4 separate regions of the Mus musculus genome follow, and all the other regions are linked to region 1. Evidence: chromatin contacts called from public HiChIP or PLAC-seq and promoter capture Hi-C data. All regions are on one chromosome and are shown on one strand. Each heading gives the region's core, a stretch centred on a gene start, on an enhancer-like site or on the middle of the called end of the contact. The rest is flanking DNA. Distances are from core to core; before and after follow the strand shown.

Evidence for each region. Promoter capture Hi-C pulls out the DNA fragments that hold promoters and counts their contacts. HiChIP or PLAC-seq counts read pairs in DNA pulled down with a chosen protein or histone mark.
Region 2: an H3K4me3 HiChIP or PLAC-seq map of stem cell-derived neural progenitor cells shows a contact between it and region 1, with 4 times the contacts expected there. The contact joins the enhancer-like site here to the promoter of Gkap1 in region 1. A contact is called at or near these places in 10 of 39 promoter capture datasets (the 3T3-L1 cell line, 3T3-L1-derived adipocytes, the C10 cell line and 4 more), 1 of 484 Hi-C or Micro-C datasets (the G1E-ER4 cell line), 6 of 115 datasets of contacts at active chromatin or transcription factors (embryonic stem cells, extraembryonic endoderm stem cells, large pre-B cells and 2 more) and 4 of 9 other capture datasets (adipose tissue, embryonic stem cells, liver and 1 more).
Region 3: a contact with region 1 is called in a promoter capture Hi-C map of trophoblast stem cells, with 3 times the contacts expected there. The contact joins the enhancer-like site here to the promoter of Gkap1 in region 1. A contact is called at or near these places in 20 of 39 promoter capture datasets (the 3T3-L1 cell line, 3T3-L1-derived adipocytes, the C10 cell line and 13 more), 3 of 15 datasets of contacts at CTCF or cohesin (the G1E-ER4 cell line, large pre-B cells and pro-B cells), 11 of 484 Hi-C or Micro-C datasets (the AML12 cell line, CD4 T cells, the CH12 cell line and 8 more), 20 of 115 datasets of contacts at active chromatin or transcription factors (the 230-238 cell line, bone marrow-derived macrophages, embryonic basal ganglia and 12 more) and 4 of 9 other capture datasets (adipose tissue, embryonic stem cells, liver and 1 more).
Region 4: a contact with region 1 is called in an H3K27ac HiChIP or PLAC-seq map of embryonic stem cells, with 5 times the contacts expected there. The contact joins the enhancer-like site here to the promoter of Gkap1 in region 1. A contact is called at or near these places in 8 of 39 promoter capture datasets (the C10 cell line, cranial neural crest, embryonic stem cells and 2 more), 3 of 484 Hi-C or Micro-C datasets (embryonic fibroblasts, group 2 innate lymphoid cells and reprogramming fibroblasts), 13 of 115 datasets of contacts at active chromatin or transcription factors (the 230-238 cell line, effector CD8 T cells, embryonic stem cells and 3 more) and 3 of 9 other capture datasets (adipose tissue, embryonic stem cells and liver).

Annotation. Positions count from the first base shown.
Region 1 is chr13:58,272,256-58,276,879 of GRCm38.p6, forward strand. Gkap1 (G kinase anchoring protein 1) reads right to left here and starts at 1,933. Exons shown (of 12, transcript NM_019832.4): 1 at 1,819-1,933. Gm26555 (a long non-coding RNA gene) reads left to right here and starts at 2,596. Exons shown (of 8, transcript XR_873524.3): 1 at 2,596-4,624.
Region 2 is chr13:58,493,415-58,497,506 of GRCm38.p6, forward strand. No RefSeq gene overlaps it. Among named protein-coding and RNA genes, the nearest start is that of Gm40966, 18 kb to the left of the region's middle. Within about 2 kb of position 2,582, at least 34 of the 459 cell types and tissues checked have an H3K27ac peak or open chromatin away from gene starts, as enhancers often do. A contact at or near this core is called in 3T3-L1-derived adipocytes, adipose tissue, extraembryonic endoderm stem cells and 1 more, where this site is marked.
Region 3 is chr13:58,519,476-58,523,959 of GRCm38.p6, forward strand. No RefSeq gene overlaps it. Among named protein-coding and RNA genes, the nearest start is that of Gm38494, 25 kb to the right of the region's middle. Within about 2 kb of position 2,421, at least 30 of the 459 cell types and tissues checked have an H3K27ac peak or open chromatin away from gene starts, as enhancers often do. A contact at or near this core is called in the G1E-ER4 cell line, bone marrow-derived macrophages and trophoblast stem cells, where this site is marked.
Region 4 is chr13:58,469,230-58,473,582 of GRCm38.p6, forward strand. Gm40966 (a long non-coding RNA gene) reads right to left here. Exons shown (of 3, transcript XR_873533.2): 3 at 1,399-1,912. Among named protein-coding and RNA genes, the nearest start is that of Gm40966, 6.0 kb to the right of the region's middle. Within about 2 kb of position 2,697, at least 66 of the 459 cell types and tissues checked have an H3K27ac peak or open chromatin away from gene starts, as enhancers often do. A contact at or near this core is called in the 230-238 cell line, effector CD8 T cells, embryonic stem cells and 2 more, where this site is marked.

The DNA.
Region 1 (4,624 bases), core at 683-3,182:
GAACAGGCCAAGCTACGCCTAGCAAGATTTATAAATGAATGACCTGTTTTCTTGAGGCCTTGGTCTCTATGAAGGGCCACTGCCATCATGAGCACCTTCTTCTATGACATCAGTGTCGGGAAAGAATTGAGCCTGGGGGAACTTAAGTACATAATTTCAGCCCTTTAAAAAATGAACAGTAGTGACTGTGTCGATCAACACTATCAACCACCTAGCTTGATCCAAAACGGAACTATGCAATGTCAATGTCATCAGTTAATATGGCCATATGCTTTGAGAGGGCAGCTCTCTCACCATGTAGCCTGCACTGGAACCAAACTCTCAATCCTCCTGTCCCAGGCTCCTGAGTCTTGGGAATACAGGTGTACACCAGTTCGTGCAGCTAGAGAGGCCTTGGTGGACTCTAACAGATCAAACACAACAGACTGAGGACTTGCGACTCCAAGAGGCCCTGGGTTTGATGCCAAGCACTGTCCCTACGAATTACAAAATGAGAGGAAAAGGAATGGCCTGGTCTCCCTCATCTTCTTGGCTGCTTGACTGTCATTTTGACTTCTTAGAACTTAAGGTTACAGGGATCGAGGACCAACGGTCCTGAAACTTTTGCTTCCAACACACTTATCGAAAATGACATAAACTTAAAGGCATACCCGGAGCTCCACCACCCCCCCCCACCCCCCCCCCCCCCGCAACACACACACTGGTTAGGTGCAGCCTTCCTTTTCTAATCCGAAGCTCTCAACTTCTGTGGGTTGTGAACTCTTAGAAACAAAAACAAAAAGCAAACTGCAGACATGTACTAAGGAATTCAGTCATGAAGTGCAAAGGTGATTTTCACTTGCACACAACGTCCCTCTGATCCACGTGTAGGTTCTCGCTCTAGAGTGATTGCTAGAAGCCCCTAGGGTTAATATTAAACAGGTGTATTTCGATCTTTAGTGAAAAATCACATTAAAGAGGCTTAGACTAACCGATTTTAGTGGCATAAGCTAGTGTAGGGAAACCCCAGGCTTTCTAGGAAGATTCTCAATACAGCATTACCATCTTTCGGCAGTTTCTCCAGTATTTCTGGAGCTACAGCTTAACTTCATTCCCGTGACAGGCGGGCGCAAGCGCCTTCACATAAACAGACGAGGCTGAAGAACAATGCTTGTGTTTTTCCAGCGCCTCTGCCTCTCGCTAGAACTCTCCACCGACATCCCTTGAGAAATGTCGCCAGTGGAGGGAGCGGGGCAGACAATGGGATAAACTTTTGCCCCGACTGCTCCGCGTTTACAGACACCCCGAGGCTGGCACCCTACCGCTGCCACCGCCGCCGCCGCGCATAGCTGCTGGAAGCCCCGACAGCAGGGGCTTGTGCGAGAGCCTGCGCATCTACCTCGGGCTGCTGGGAGGGAGGGAGGGAAGGCGAGCGGCGAGCAGCCCCTCTCTCCTCCTTCGGGAACCGAAGCCAAATCTCACGCACGAGCAGTTCCGGGTGCTCCAAAACTTGTTCGCGAAGTACCCGGAGAAAGAGCGCGGCGGGCTGGGCGAGCCCCAGCCGCTGCCGAGACGCGGTGTCCAAGCCTGCAAGCGACACCGGCGTCGGGTGGGCGCCCCGGGGAGCCCCGAACGGGCGGCCGCACCTGCTGTCACTCCCGCGGCCGGCCGCGGCGGACCAGGCCTGCGGCCCGCACTCCCCCGCAGCCTCCGCGGCCCTCCCGCCGCCCGGCCCCGCTCGGCTCAGCCCCGCTCGGCTCCGCTCCGCTCCGCTCCCCGCCTCAGGCCGCACTCGGCCGCGTCCCCTCAGCCACGAGCTGCGAGGCTCCGTAGACTCACCGGGCCTCCCTCGCCGCGGTGCGGCCGCTCCCGTCTCCCCGCCGCTCCCGCGCTACCCCCGGGCGTTGGGCGCGGGCCGCGGGGCGTCCGCAGTAACGGGCCCGCGGAGGGCGGCGGCGCGCGGAGGGCGGGGCGGGGCGGGGCGGGGCGGACCCGCAAGCCTGGCGCCCGCCGTGGCCGGCCGGCGCGCGGGACTTCTTTGCCGAGGGTCGCAGCGCGGCGGACGCTGACGCCGAGGAGAGGTCCGCGGGGGACGGACTGCGGAGGACCAGAACCACCTGCTGGAGGAGCCGCGCTACGGGGGCCGCGCAGGGTCCAAACGGCTCGCGTAGGCGGCGGCTCCGCGGTCCTCGGGGTCGCGGAGCCGGGAAGGTGGGAGGCCTTCCGGGAGGAGGCTTAGGCCGCCGCGGGCGGCGCGCGGCGGGATCGCCAGGCTGTGGGGAGGCCCGGGGGCGGAGGCGGACCTCCAGTCGGCGAGGGAGGGCGGTGCTGCACGAGATGCAAACAGCCGGACGGCCTTGGGTTCCCGCGGGAGCACCTCCGGGGCCGCTTTAGTTTTGCAAAGTTAAGCGGCTTACCGGCAAACCCGTCCGCTACCGCCCAGCCGTGCGGGCTGCCCGGCGATGTCCCGCGCGAGTCACCGCCGCGGGTGTAGACGTGGGGGACACAGTGGGGAGCGAAGCAAAGAATCGCAGAAGACGCCAGATCACCCTAGGGCCCGGTGGAAAAAGAGAATGTTACTCGGGATCCGAGGACTGCGAGCATCTTTGGGGCAGCGCGAGGGAGGAGGCTTTTGGATTTGGCCTGGGAAGAGGTGGGGTTTTGCGGGGAGACCTCGGGGCCTTGGATGGAGGCCATTGGACGCTGCGTTCCACAATGAGATTGGAGGTGTTGACAAGTGGCAGAGACGACTGAAAAATGAGGGAGGGGGGCGGCGGTGGTGAGGGATGGCTGAGTTCCAAGAGTAAGGATTGATGTTTAAGGCAATATTTGATGTTTTAGGATTTAGAAGTTTGAAGGAAGAAATGAAGGCTTTTTTTGCTTTGTAACTCCTGCAGATGTTAGAGATTGAAAACTGGCAGTCCTGTGTAGACCAGGCAGACGGTAATAACAGATGAGCTATGGGGGGGCGGGGGGGGCGGTGAGGACACACGGCTATGAGCCCCCAACACTTGGCAAGCTGATCAGAAAGTGAGTCCAAGGCCGGTGGCTACACAGAAAGATTGATCCGGGGGTCGGGGCCAAGAGGATGGGGCAAGACAAGATAAAGGAAGGCAGGAAGAATTTTAAATGATTGAGAAGTGATGTGGAGGTGCATTCTACAGGATTTGAACATCTGATTGGGAAGGGAGAAATGAGGTCTTGAGACCCGGTTGCTTGTAAGAGGGAGCGTGAACACTTGGAAGAGGAGGATGCAGCTACTTACCGGTTTTCATAGGACTGGGGTTGAAGGCAGCTAAATAGGTGGCCATAAGCAGTTGAAGCAGTTCTAAAACAGCTGAAAGAACTGCACCTGGACAGTACACTGGGTGCTGGGGAATAGTTCAGTCGATAGCTTGAGTTCTAGCCCCAGAATAAATGTAAAAGCTCCCAGCGTGGTATATCAAGCTCTGGTCCCAAAGATTAGCGGGCAGAAACAGGTGGATCCCTCGGTCTTGTTAGCTACCCTCCCACTCTCCACAAAAAGATAGCACCTGACAAATGATAACCACACCCCCTCCCAGCATGTGCATGAACAACACACACAAGGATCGGAAACTCCTCAGCTTAGTAGCGTATTGCTATAAGAGAAGGGGGCAGACTCAGTCTAGAAATACATCATCATTAGAGTCTTGCTACCCCAAAGTTGACCACATGTGTGTCACCAGCAAGTTTGTCAGAAACGTGTGGATCTCGGGCCTAACACACACCTGCCCATTAGAATCTGCAACCTCAAAGAAATTCCAAGAGGTGACCCCATCAGATTTTGGGAAGCTCAGCTCTAGATGAGGAAAGTCAACAGAGGAGGGGAGGGTGGGCAGGGAGGAAGAGAGGGACACTTGGGTAAGGCACCACAGCAGGGGACTTCAGTCTCGTCAAAGCTGGGCCAGGGAGTGTGGGTCAGAACCACACACCGTGGAGGGTGCGGGAAAACCACGTGTGTGGGTTGTGACTGGCTGCCACGATCACAACAACCGTGTTTTCACTGAGGAGGGCTTTAGAGACTCTTACTTTCGGGCTCGGGGTTGCCTAGAGACAGTCCTAGCCCTGCTCACACACTCAGGGCATGTTGAAGTAAGTGGGTGGATTGATAGATCAAGAACAAAGTGTCCCCAGAGCAAGGTCAGCTAATCGTTTATCACAACTCGTGCCCCTGAACACAGACTCCTTTTCTCAGCCCCCGCGGGTTAATGCTCCTGTGCACTATTTCCCATAGAAGATGAGCAGGAACTGTGCCTGCCACTGCCAGGTAGGACCCTTTACCTCCTCCAGGTATCCCCCGGAATTGGCAGCACCCCAGCAACGGGCCTGGAGGAAGAGCTTCCCCTTCTGAAGGGAACAACGTGGATTTGCATGGACTCAGGCGTGGTAGGCTGGAAGGCCGAGGGAGGAAGGAGCATCTAGAAGTACCGTAAAGTTGGAGCGATGGCTCAGTGGTTGAGGGTATTTGCCACTCTTCAGAGGACCTGTGTGGGTCTGATTCGCAGCACCCCCATGATGGCTCACAAACACCTGTAGCTCCAGATCTTGTGGCCATGAGTGCGGTGCACAGATACCTGCAGGCAGGCATCTGCAAACATAAAATTGAACATATAGTAAGGCTTCT
Region 2 (4,092 bases), core at 1,332-3,831, 220 kb after region 1:
CTTTGCACATGACTACTTGGCAAACCCAACCAACCACCAACCGGCCACCCAGCCCCTTCTGTTGGGGCCCTAGTATTTATATATCCTCTGAAAAATTCCCCACAATTCCAAAGGTCACACAATTGCAAAAACTATCTGCAGCTGGCAAAACCATGCCTCTGCTAGAGCACGAGGCAAATCATAGGCAGCTGCTGTGGACAGTCTGGAGTAGCCCCACTTCCCACATCTGGGATTAAAATAAAAACATATTCATGTAATATTTCTGTTTTTTAAAAATACCCAGATAGATCCAAAATTCTTGCTACAGAAAGTCATCCTTATACATTATTAAGCCTCAGGCACTGTGTTGCGGATACAAACACTTGGTTTTTTAAAGGCAAGAATCTCAATAGTTCCTCAAAAATCGGGCCATGTGGTGGTAGAGACGCTCTGCTCACCCCCTAGAAAGCGTGCGTCAGAGGCCTGAACCAGGTGAGCGCCACAAAGCACATGCTTTAAGGTACCCTGGGCCCCAGCCCCTGCTTGGGACGCACGCCTCCATCAGAAGGAAAGGATTCTTAGGATAGACCAGCAGACCGTCAGAACAGCTGCGAGGCTTGGGATATCAGTGAAGGCGAAACAGGAGTCTGGCAAGAGGATGGTCTGACAGTTCAGGGATGCCTTTGAAATACCACTGGGGCACATTAATGGTCCCAAGAATAAAGTACTTTAGAGCGAGTCTCACTGGGAGGAAGACCTCCCAGCCAGCCACCTGTCTCCCTAGTCTCCAGGGGCGTTCTCAGCGGTGCCCAGAACCTGGAGGACACAGCTCCTCGGGCTGTCACTACGAAGGATTTGGCTTTTTTAAAAAAAGATTTGTGAAGCCAAGGATACTTCTAATATTTTGAGACATTTTTTTTTGTTTTGGTTTGGTTTTAAATTTTGGAGACACAAATGTGGGCATGTCTGGCTTCTTACCTGCGTCCTGCGGATTTGGGATTTGAACTTCGGTTCTTATGCTTGCATAACAACTGCTCATTTACTGAGGCTTCTCCCCAGCGCCCAAATTTTTCAGACACAGGTATATTAAAAAATAGAGAGCCGGGCGTGGTGGCGCACGCCTTTAATCCCAGCACTCGGGAGGCAGAGGCTGGCAGATTTCTGAGTTCGAGACCAGCCTGGTCTACAGAGTGAGTTCCAGGACAGCCAGGGCTACACAGAGAAACCCTGTCTCGAAAAACCAAAAAAAAAAAAAAAAGAAGAGAGAGAAAGACAGCAAAGGGCTGATGACTTAAAAGCATATATCATAAGTGTACGTGTAGAGCTGTGTAGCTTGTACTTAACTGTGTAATGATTTCACGCAAACATATTATGAGGTCATTTAGTTTTTAATTCATGAGAAGTCTTTATAATATTAATCCACGATAGGTGACACAGCCCAGAAATGGAACAGCTTTAAAATTGTACGATGGCCTCCCTCCCCCACCCCCACCCCCGGCCCTGTCAGCCTGCCTTTGTCTAAATGTCCATCAGCCTCGCTGGGAGATGATGTCAGAGTGCTAAATTTGAGGCTATTTTTAGCAAGTGACCTCTGAGCTGAAAAGCTGCTCCCACTTGGCCCTAGAATAAGTTCTGCTATTAAGTATGTTTTCTGGGCTCTTGTTTCTATAATTTGCAAAGAATTTTCCAGAAATTTCTTTCCTAGTTATTTGAATGCCTTGAATGTTGAAAGAGGGAAGGAGGAAGGTTGGTCACATCTCTCTCTCTCTCTCTCTTTCTCTTTTAGGTGATTAATTTGCCAAACAGGGTGAACAGTGCTTGAAGAAAGGCTAGTTGGCTATGGCCACCCTATGATGCTGGCTATATGGTATTTATAGTGTGTAGGTTTTGTTTGCCCTGTCTTCCTCCCTTTCCTCCTTCCCCTCCTCCTCCTTCTTCTCCATTATTACCTTCTCCCTCTCCTCTTCCTCCCTTTCCTCTCACCTCCTTCCCTCCCCCCACCCCCTCTTCTTCTTTTGCCAAGACAGGGTCCCCTGTGAATCCCAGGCAAACCCTGAACTCACAGTCCTCCTACCCCAGCCCCCAGAGTGTTGATATTCTAGGCATATGCCACCGCCTCTGGCTGGAAAGTCTGTTGTTTCTGTATAAATTCGACTTTACGGATTTCTCTGAGCTTTTGTAACCCACAGAGGTGCAGCTGCCTGGGCTGAGCAATGTTGAAATTAGCATCAGATTGCATCAGGGTGCTCAGCTCCAGTAATAGCCATTGTCCAGGACAAGTTTGTTACTGGTGGGTCTGAGGAGGTGGCCCGTTAGGTTCTCGCTGGTGAACGGGAGCCATCGTGTGTAGTCTGTCCCATAGCCCAGGAACGTGAAGAATCTGGCTACACTATCTCCACTACACTATCTCCACTACACTATCTCCACTACACTATCTCAAGCACTTGGGGCGCTGAAGTGTCTGTGAAATTACCCATTCATTGTGTGTGTGTGTGTGTGTGTGTTTTCATCTTAACTGTGTTGTATCTGTAGATTCAGTGAGTGACAGACTAGAGTACAACAGGGCCTTGTTGAGAGCTGGCACGCCTGCCAGCCGGCCCTGTGGCCTGCATGGCTCCGAGGAGGCTGCTCCTAACACCTGGCCCCCATCAGCAGTGTATTCTTGAGGGTAAGCCAAGCAGGTTCTTGGAGGGAAACATATTCTCCACTCTGGATCCAGGCAGACGGGGAGGGAAGGCAGTGGACAGTGGGGGGCCTTGCGAGGGGGAGCTTAGGGATGTGTGTCTTCACGTATGTATTCGTGGAAACGCAACCATGGCAGTCCTGGTCTCTCACCCCCGAGCCACTGAGGGATGAAGGAGGAGTCTCAGAGCTTTTCTGGGACTTTCACAATCAAAACCAACAGAGTCTTCTTTACTTTTTCTTTTTCTTTTTTCTTCTGTTCACTTTGTTTGAAACAGGTCCTCACTATGTCTTGGCTGGCCTAGAATTTATGGTGCAGACCAGGCTAGTCTGGAACTCACAGAGCTCTGCCTCCCAGGGCTGGGTTCGAAGGTGTCCACCAGTGTGCCTAGTAGAAGCAAGCTTCTTGCATAGTTTTTACACGCTCACTGAATTCCACTCACAAATCCACCCACTCAGGCCTCGTTCTCTCTCATAGATCTGCATGCCTGACATTGTCTAGCGATGAATTCCCCCCTCCCACATGGAGTCTTCCCAGGACAGCAGCACCGGAACGCAGTGTCTTTCTCTGAATTTATATCCTATGGTGTGTACGGTGTCCATGCCTTGCTGTGACAATAAGATGACAAAGTTCTTGTGAACCTGTCATTGTCATCTCTGCCCCCTCAGTATGGAGGATCCACTGATGGGGATTAACTGACTGTGGCCGCGTCTCACGGGGATCTCACTGTTACATCTGAGGCCCCCAAGAGTGGATTCTGGTTCGGAGTCTGTTTAGACTGCTCCTGCACGGCACAGCCCTCCCTGTTCTGTTCTGCACTAAGTGCTCAGCGTTCATAGAGCACGGTTAGCATCTGAGTGGAGTCTGCCACAGTCTCCACCACCTAGAGCACTCTCTGAGTTCATAAAGATGTAGTGCTTTGTAAGTCAAGACCCCGATACAGAAGTCACAGTCAGGGCACTCCATACACCACATATTCTGCTGCTTACAAAGCTCTGTGCGTCTTATCCCCCAAATAACTTATTCCTGTTCTTTTTCTTCAAAGAGCTTTTTGTTGCTGTTGGCTTTTTTGTTTGTTTGTTTTTGTTTTTGAGGCAGGGTTTCTCTTTGTAGCCCTGGTTGTCCTGAACTCACTCTGTAGACCAGGCTGGCCTCAAACTCAGAAATCCGCCTGCCTCTGCCTCTCAAGCCAAAGAGCTTTGGAAAGATAATTATCTTTTCTGTATAGTGTTTGTGTGCGAGTGTGTGTGCGCGCACAGACATAGGAATGTGTTCATGCATGCATGTGCATGTCATGGCTGTGGAGGTCAGGGGACATCCTCTGTGTTGGGTATTGGTCCTTACCTTCCATTTTTCTCTGTGATAGATCCCAGGCCGGTTGACTCGTGCGCGTCCTGTCTCTGCCTCCTATCTCCCTGTATGAGTGCTGG
Region 3 (4,484 bases), core at 1,171-3,670, 250 kb after region 1:
AGGTCCACTTATGGAACTCATGTAGAACATACACTTGTGATGCAACATTGGCTGTGCTGTCCTGGGCGGTCTCCCCTGCCTGGGAGGGTTTGCTCACTGCGGCAGCAGCGCAGGGTTAGATGCAGAACAAACCGCCCACGTGGCTTCTCTTCTTCTCCTCTTCTCCCCTAGGAAGTTTCATTGAGATAGAGTCCATAAAATGGACCCACTACAATATGAAATCCCGTGTTTTTTCCTCCACTATACTCAGAGCTGTGCGACCATTGGCAGTTATCAGAACACACTTTTTTTTTTTCCATTCCAGAGAGAGATCCCATGCTGCTTCACAGCCAGCTTCTGTCTAACCACTGCCAGCCTAGAACACGGAAGCGTTTTCTCTAAAATATTCTGTTAGAGGCGCTTTTTATAAAAATAGAATAGCTCAACATATTCTGCAACTGACTTTAAAAATTAAGAATAATGTTTTCAAGGCTCACCTATGTAACTGCTAGTATATTGTGCTTCTTACTTGTCAAATAGTATTCTATGATACGGACACTCCATATTTTCCTCGTTCATGTTAGAGTTACTGGGAGTGTGTATGCTTACACTTTTTGGCTTCGGCTATAAACAGTGCTGTGTGAGTCTTTGTGTAGACATGGTTTCATTTCTCTTGGGTAGATAGCCGAGGAGAAGCGCCAAGTCATGCTAACCTGATATGGTCTCTTGAGGGATGGCCACAGTGTGCCGGAAGTGACCTCATCATGTCTCATGCCTTCCCACAGTGCGCATGCTCCGGCTACCCCACCCCACCCCACCCCAAACCCCATGTTCCCGCAGTGTGCATGCTCCGACTCTTTCCCTCCCAGCCTCCCCCACACACACATATACACACATACACATACACGCACACACACACACTCATGTACTCTGTTGCCACTGACATACACACTTTAAAATAGTTTAGAAAGATGTAAAGAAAGAAAGAAAGAAAGCTATACTTTTAAGACTTGCTCCATTTCTAGCTTTTCTCAGGTGAAGGTGGGGCTCGTCTGTCTGTCTGCCAAAGTGGGTATAGATCCTTGGAACTATTTAAAGCTGCCTACCTCAGGCTTGCTGCCAGCCCTTTGCTAGCCCATCTCCCATCTCACTCAACACCTTGCCTTGTGCAATCTTCCCTGTAGTCTCTGTTACCCATTGTCCCTGCTGGGGTGGGGGACATCTCTGAAGTCAGCCATGGTGTCCACTCCCGCTTGTTCATCAGTATCTCTGGCTTAGGAGGATGTGACATGGTTTGTGTGGCATCTTTATCAGAGACAGTTAGATCTTCTTGCACGTGTGCCCGCTGGTCCTGTGGCTTTGAAGCTTATTAGGAGTCATTAGTCATAGCAAGTCAGTTCACTCTTCCAGAAATAAGGATTTCCAAAGGTCAGGCTGGCTTTTAATAAAGAATGAATTTCTTTTTTCGCAGGCTGGACTGTGATTCTAGGTGGCTGTGTTAAATGAATCCAGCAGCAGCCAGTTCTGCTGTCATCAGCAGGCGGGATGGCTTCATGTTCAGTGGGGCTCAAAATGCTTCAAGGAGAGGGCAGATCCTGAGTGAATGGTATGCACTGTAGCTTCTCCTAGGAGCGGGGGAGGGGGAGGAGGTGCCTGGTGCTTTTTCTCCCATCACCCAGTCTTGCTCACTCTGTTCCTTTTCCTTCCTCTTCTTCTATCTCCTCCCTCTTGGTGGCTCTGTCCTGCTCTCCTCGCTGACAAGACAAGTGGGACCCTGTGAAGTCACTACTGTAAGAGCTCTGTCTGAGGCAGCCTGGTCTACAAGTGAGTTCCAGGACAGTCAGGGCTACACAGAGAAACCTTGTTTATAAAAAAATTAAACAAGCAAACAAACACCAAAACAAAATAAAACATCTACAACAAAACCAAAACCCAAACCCTCTAAAAACCTCCAAAAACCAAAACCGAAAGAGTTTCTAAGGCGCCGTTGAAGCTGGATGGACGCCTGCTGGCAGTTGCTGCCCATGCACGGGGGAGCATCCTTAACAGGTAGAGTGCAGTAATTGAAAGCATCTATGTATAGAGGTGAATTTTGAAGGTCATGGTTGTCACCGTGTTCTCCCTAGGCTCTTTCCCTCCACCAACCTACCACAGATTATCTTATAATTTTTATATGTGTTTTATCAACATGTGTGTGTGAGGGTGTCGGATCCCCTGGAATTGGAGTTGCAGATGGTTGTGACCTATCATGTGGGTGATGGGAATTGGAATGGTGATTGGTCCTCTGGAAGAGCAGCCAATGCTTTTAACCACTGAGCCATCTCTCCAGCCCATGCTTATCTTTCGCCTATGGGCTTCTGCACCATTACACTGACCAGCTATTTCTCCACTTGGAGCACAGAGAACAGTATGTGTTTAGAAGATAAAAGAGAGGATTTGTCAGTTCGTTACCTGGTAGTTTGTGGTTATGAGCACATATCTACTCTGAAAGTGTTATTCAAATACTGACTGATGTGTGTTGGCTGGGAAATGAAGCACATGGTTTATAAACTTGGCAGGTTTGAATGCCAAGGTATAATGAGCGTGACTAAGTCAGGATTTAAAAAACGATCCTGGGTCTTGAATGTTTTTTTTTTTTTTTAAAGTTTGTGTGTGTGTCGGGGGTAGGGGTGGGGGGGAGATGTTGCCTCTGAACTTACCGGCACTTGTAGTTTTCCTATGCCTTTGGGGTCTTGTTTGTGTGTGTGTGTGTGTGTGTAGCTTCCAACAGTCTCTGAGAAGTTTCTGAGGGATGACATTGGTCTGATTAGTTGACATGGCTAACACCCCACTGCCCATAGTGATTTCCTTGTCTTGCAGAGTGTGTGGACGGGGAGGGAGCATCTCCCAGAAGCCAACATCCTCATCAGATTGGTAGAGATCGTCACTATTGGTGTTCCAAGGCAGGGTGGGAGCAGAAGAGGGAACCTTTCAAAGGCAGGGCTGACCACACTGGTAGAAGATAGTTACTTTACTCACACCACTCCCCAGATGTTGTGACAGTTGAGACAAGTCAGGTGAGCATGGGGTCAGTCTATGCCTCTGGTATCACAGCTGGAGACAGAAGTAGTTTGTCCATGATTGCTGGTAAGCAGAGCTTCTGTTTCTGTGACAATCTTGCTAGCATTGGGGACTGCTTTTGAGTTTCGGAAGTCCTAGAGGAAACCGCTATTGTCTCCGAGTGTACAACTCCCAAGAGGGTCTGTCCATCTCCGTCTCTGTGACTCATAAAACATCCCCAACTAGACTCAAAACTGCAAAGGACTTTTCTCTGGTCCGCGGCTGTGTGACTGTCTGCATACTACACCCCCGAGGGCAGCCACAGACTGAGGTATTTATGACTGACCTGCTGCCGTGGGTCCCTCAGGCAGTTTCTAAGCTTGTGTGGTACCCAGAGGTGGGCAGCACACTTAGGAGCTGCCGCACTGACCCTGGCCTCCAAGTGACTGTGACATGGAAAAAATACTAGTGCAAAGTCAGGTGATCCTGGGAGCCTAAGATGTCAGCTGGGCCTCCTCAGATTGGCCCCCTCCACTTGGAATTGGAGGAAACATCACTGGGGAGGTGCCATCAAGAAGGGCGTGGAGAAGCCCGAGGCTTGCTCAGAAAGCACTGGTGAGCTGTGGACCCAGGCAGGATGCATACAGACAAGCGAGAGAGCTGCAAACCCCGGCAAGGGGCTATTTAGGAGGGAGATGGAGAGATGGTGTCAGCGCCAGGGTGAAGGGCAGAGTTAGAAGGAGTAAGACGAAAGAAGCAGGGAGGATTTTCCTAAGGGGGCGGGCCACATGAGCAGTTCCTTAACACCCTGGGCAGGAAAGCTCTGTCGGAGAAGGGAGCCCTCTACCAGAAACCTGAGACCTGCACACGTGCTGCCAACTGATTCGCAATGAAAAGGGGTGGGCTGTGGCAGGGGCCAGGACACCCGGCACGTGCTTTTGATGGACATCTTGGTAAATTCGCCTCTTATCAGCTCTACCCTGCTTCCCAACGTTAAAGTCAGGTGAGAGTCGAGAGTGCACGAGAGGGTGAGGGGTGAGGAGCTCAGCCTCAGAGGGGTTGGGAGCTCTTTGCAGAGGAGAAAGAAGATCAGAGGGCCTGAGTGGGGAGGATCGGGGTTTGTGTCTATGCTGGGCGGCAGTAGACATAAGAGAGATTTAGCCCAGATCTAACCTCAGTCACCACTGCCCTATGGAGTGGGAACCCTGATGAACGTGAGTTTCAGAAAGTTAAAAAAGCTCCATTATTGGGTACGTTTGTGTTGAAATGCACAATATTTCTGATCCTGCACGCACAGTAGTCTTTTCCTGGGAGCTTATGGGCGGTTGTCCTATCTCGGTCTTTCCTTAGTCCTCCCACCCCCACCCCGTGCATGTGTTAATGAGACAAACTTAACAAACAGTGATAAGCTTGCTCTATTCCTCGTTGGCACATTAGTGAAGGGTGAGAAGCACAACACATTCCCA
Region 4 (4,353 bases), core at 1,447-3,946, 200 kb after region 1:
AAAGCTTCCTGTGGGAATGAATGTTTAATCGACTCGATAAGGTAGATTGTTTTAAAGGGCTTCAGACACATTTGTTTTCATGGTAAACATGTGTGTCTCTCTGTCCGAGGCAGAATTTCACCATGTAGCCTAGGCTGGATTCAAACCCAGAATCAAACTGCCTCTGCCTCCCGAGTGCTGGGATCAAAGGCGTGTGCCCAGATCAAACACATTTTTAAAAAGGACTTATTTAATCTATTTTACATACGAGTATTTTACATACTTTGTATTTTACATACTTTGTCTTCATACACACCCAGAAGATGGCATCGGATCCCATTACAGATGGTTGTGAGGTGGGTGCTGGGAAGTGAACTCAGGGCTCTGAAAAAGCAGTCAGTGCTCTTAACCGCTGAGCCATCTCTCCAGTCCTCAAACACAGTTTCTTAGGGCCAGCTCTCACTGGATCACATTTCATAGTCTCAAAAGAGCCCATCACCCAGATATATTATTAATTTAAACCTGCTTACCCCAAATCTGCCCAAATGAATTAACCAGCCCTCTGACTGTGAGGAGTCTCTTGGCTCCTGGGCCCTGTGGCCTGGAGGAAGCTTTAGCAGTTTCTTTCCTGACATCTGTCCCTGGAGGTTTGGTTTCTACTGAGGCCCCTTGACCTGCACTCTCTGCCCTGCAGCTCTTGGGATGGTCTGTTGGGAAACAAGGGCGGGGCCTCTTGAAGTGAGAAGCATGCGCAGAACCAGCCGGGCTTTCAGGCTGGTTCAGAGGTCAGAGGTGAAAAGGAAAGATCCCAGATAAAATGCTTTTCTCTGCAGCCTGGGAGGTTTCTAAAACAAAGCCTTTTGTCAGGCTGGGAGCATCACGCTAGCCCTGCATCTCGAATCTTCTTCACAGCATTGATTCGGGGCTGCTGCCGCTGCTGCTGCTGGTGTGTGGGGAGGTGGGGGTGAGAGGGACGGGAGGGGAGGCTTCTGTCTGCAGGGTGCCAGTGACTTGGTGTTACCTTTTCTGAGTGTTCTTGAGTGTTTTTGGTTGTTCCCATGTGTGTCGTGCGCACCCCCTCCCCCTTTTTTTAAAATTGGTATGGCAGGCAGCCTGGTGAGATGTCTTTTCAAGGAAAGTTTGAGAGTGCAAGTTTAGTATAGCTTTGACTGGGAATTGCACAACTCTGGAGGTAGCTCAAATGTTCACCTGCGTGAATCACTTAGAAAAAGTAAAATAGCGATAGAGAGATGGCTTAGTGGTTAAGAGCACTGACTGCTCTTCCATAGGTCCTGAGTTCAATTCCCAGCAACCACATGGTGGCTTACAACCATCTGCAGTGTGATCTGACACTCTCTTCTGGTGTATCTGAAGACAGCTACAGTGTACTCACATACAGGAAATAAACAAATCTTTAAAAACAAGTAGTTTATATCTGTATTGGGAAATACATAGACTTAACACTTGAATAAACACAAAGAGGTGCTCTCTTCCTGCTGCCTGTGGATCCAGATGTAGAACTCTCAGCTGGCTCCTCAGCACCACGACTGTCGGAGTCCTGCCATGCTTTCCGCCATGCCCACAGCGGACTTTATAAACCTCTGAACTGCATTTCCCACCTGGTGGTTTCAGAACGCTGAGGAACTTTGAGGAGGCACCACCTCGGAGGAGAAAGTGGGTCACTAGAGATTGACCCTGAAAGCCACGAAGAAAGTTGTGTGGCCCAGAAAAGGTAGCACTGAAGAAGCTTAGGCTAATTTGAGAAAGCTACACTGACAGCCAGCCGGCCCCCCCCCCCTCCCCCAGCTCCACTTTTGCAGCTTCCGCGTTCCTAATGGTGATGACTGACAGGTCTTCAATGCCAATTTGATTGAATTCTTCAGAGCAGTACCCGGCCGCTGATTGCCAAGCCACTGAAGAAGGGACGCAGCATCTGCAATGCAAGCAAAGCTATTCGATTTAAGTCTGGATTGTTGATCTTCTCTAATGTTCACAATGTGGAGCTAAGACACTTACAGGAAAAAAAAAAAAAAAAAAAAAAAAGGCTAGTCTCTGGAATGTATTGCATTGGTATCCTAAAGGCCAGTGGTGATGCCAGGAGTCTTTCTACAAGCGGGCGAATTTTTTTTTGTTTGTTTGTTTCTTTTTAAGTGGGTTGAATCTTGAATTTTCTCTTAAATAAAATGATAATCTATAACATAAGAAAAAAAAGAAGACAAGATAACTATAGTGATACTCAAAGTCAACTAATAGCTGGAAGGTGTGCTCTGACCTCCACATGAGCACCAGGGGACTTGACATGTCCACACTCACACGCATACACAATTAAAAAAAAAATGAAACCAAACGAACCAAAACTACCAAAAGATATAAAAAGAAAGCGCCACGGGCGTCTGTTTCTGTGTGGGGGAGCACTAGGTTTGAGACTCAGAAAGCCTTGTTTCGTAGACACCTCCCCGGGCTCTTTGAAAATGTGTACATTTACAAGTCTTTACAACCTCAATAGATAACAAAAGAGTCAGACCAAATTCAAAATAAGCAACTCTTCCACTTGTGGGGTAGGTCTGGGGATTTGGAAGGACGTTGTGAATCCTTGGCTGCGAAAGAGCTGCACACCCCAGCCCGCGAACCTTCTTCGGGTTCAGACAACTCCTCTTCAGGCGCTCACAGCCAAGTTCTTGCCTGACCGCAGCCATAGATGCTAACCGCCGGTGTCTGCTCCGCCAAAGGTCCCCTTCCGCCCTGCCCTGTTCTGTGGCTGCCCTCAAGCCTTTTATTTTCCGTTTAGAGGAAGACTGCGGTAGATTTGACTTTTTCTTTTGGAAACAAAAGCGATACAAAGGGCAAGTGTGCGGGGCTTCTTCCTAAACAGTGGGGCACTTGAAGCCGGGGCTGCAGGTGCAGCGGCTGATTCAATCTCAAGATTGCGCTTTCTAAAAGCGCTTTAAAAAATGCTGAAGAGAGAGCGAGAGCCCGGAGTACTTTTGGAAATGAGACATTTGAAAGCCCTTATTTATCTACTCTTTGGGGGGAAAAATCAATTTCTTTAGGGAAAAGCCTCACCACCCCGCTATGTCATGCATACAGAAAATGGCGTTAATTGAAGAGATTTGGGGTAAGACCAGAGGGAAACTGAGTGCATTTCTAAAAGTCCTTTAAAAAAAACTTTTTAAATGTTAGAATTGTGTTATGAAAATATCAGGGAAGATCTTGTATTTTCTTAAAGCTAACATATAAATGTTTTTCAGAATTCAGAAAATTAAACTTGTTTCCATAAATGTAATGTATTTGCTCATATGCACGCGCGCGCGCGCGCGCGCGCACACACACACACACACACACACACACAAAGTTCAAATCTATAAGAATGAAGAGATGAACCTTCTCCAGCCTGGCCAGTCCTGCCTGTGCCCGCTGGCTCACCACTGGCTCACCGCTGGCACACCGCTGGCTCACTTCCAGACCCTATTCAGCATGATCTCCCTCCTTTGCCAGAATCTGAAGGCTACCACAGACAGCAGGTCCTGCAGACATTCTAGCCAAGAGGATCTAAACACCCTACCCTCTGTACTCCTACCTCAAAAATAAGTTCTCAGGGTTATTTACAAACCCAGCCCATGTCGGCTTTCTTTGTCTCCAAAATGTCCTTTTGTTGTTGGTTTATTCAAATCAAGATAGCAAAATTTATAGGCAAATCATTTGCCATCTTTCACTGTCTCTTGAAAGTTTATAACACAAATATGTTTTGTGTATATTTTTATTTATTTACATTTTTTTTCCAATTGGGAAAGAGGCTTTGTTGAGATTTAATTCACACGTAGTACAGAAGGCTAAGAAAGGACCCTTCTCCCGTCCACATTGGTTGGTCTAATGCCTGAACCGTAGGTTGTCCTCTAAGAAGTAAGGGACTTACAGGTGTGACAAGTTAGGATTTTGATGGGGGAGATGATCTGAGTGGGCCTTGAGGCCATCCACACCCTTACAGAGCAGCAGAGGGAGAGGTCCCAGCTCCCAGGTGTGAGGCAGCCATGGATGGACTACCTGGATCATATCATATAGGTCCATTTAATAAATCCCCTTTGACTGTGTATATATTCATCCCATTGCTTCTATTTCTCTAGAGAACCCGAGACATTGATATATTGGATGCCATCAAGAATTTAAAAGCCCACTAAGTGAAAAGAATCATTAATAAAGGAAAGGCAGGTCACGAGTTGTGAGCACAGGATTGGAAGTGTGGCTAAGCAAGGAATGTTAATGTGTTAAACATTCCCCACAATCTATAGCAAAAGTAAAAATCATGCATTAGAGACACAGAGAAAGGATTAGAAATGGTGGGGCTGGTGAGATGGCTCAGCAGGTAAGAGTACTGAC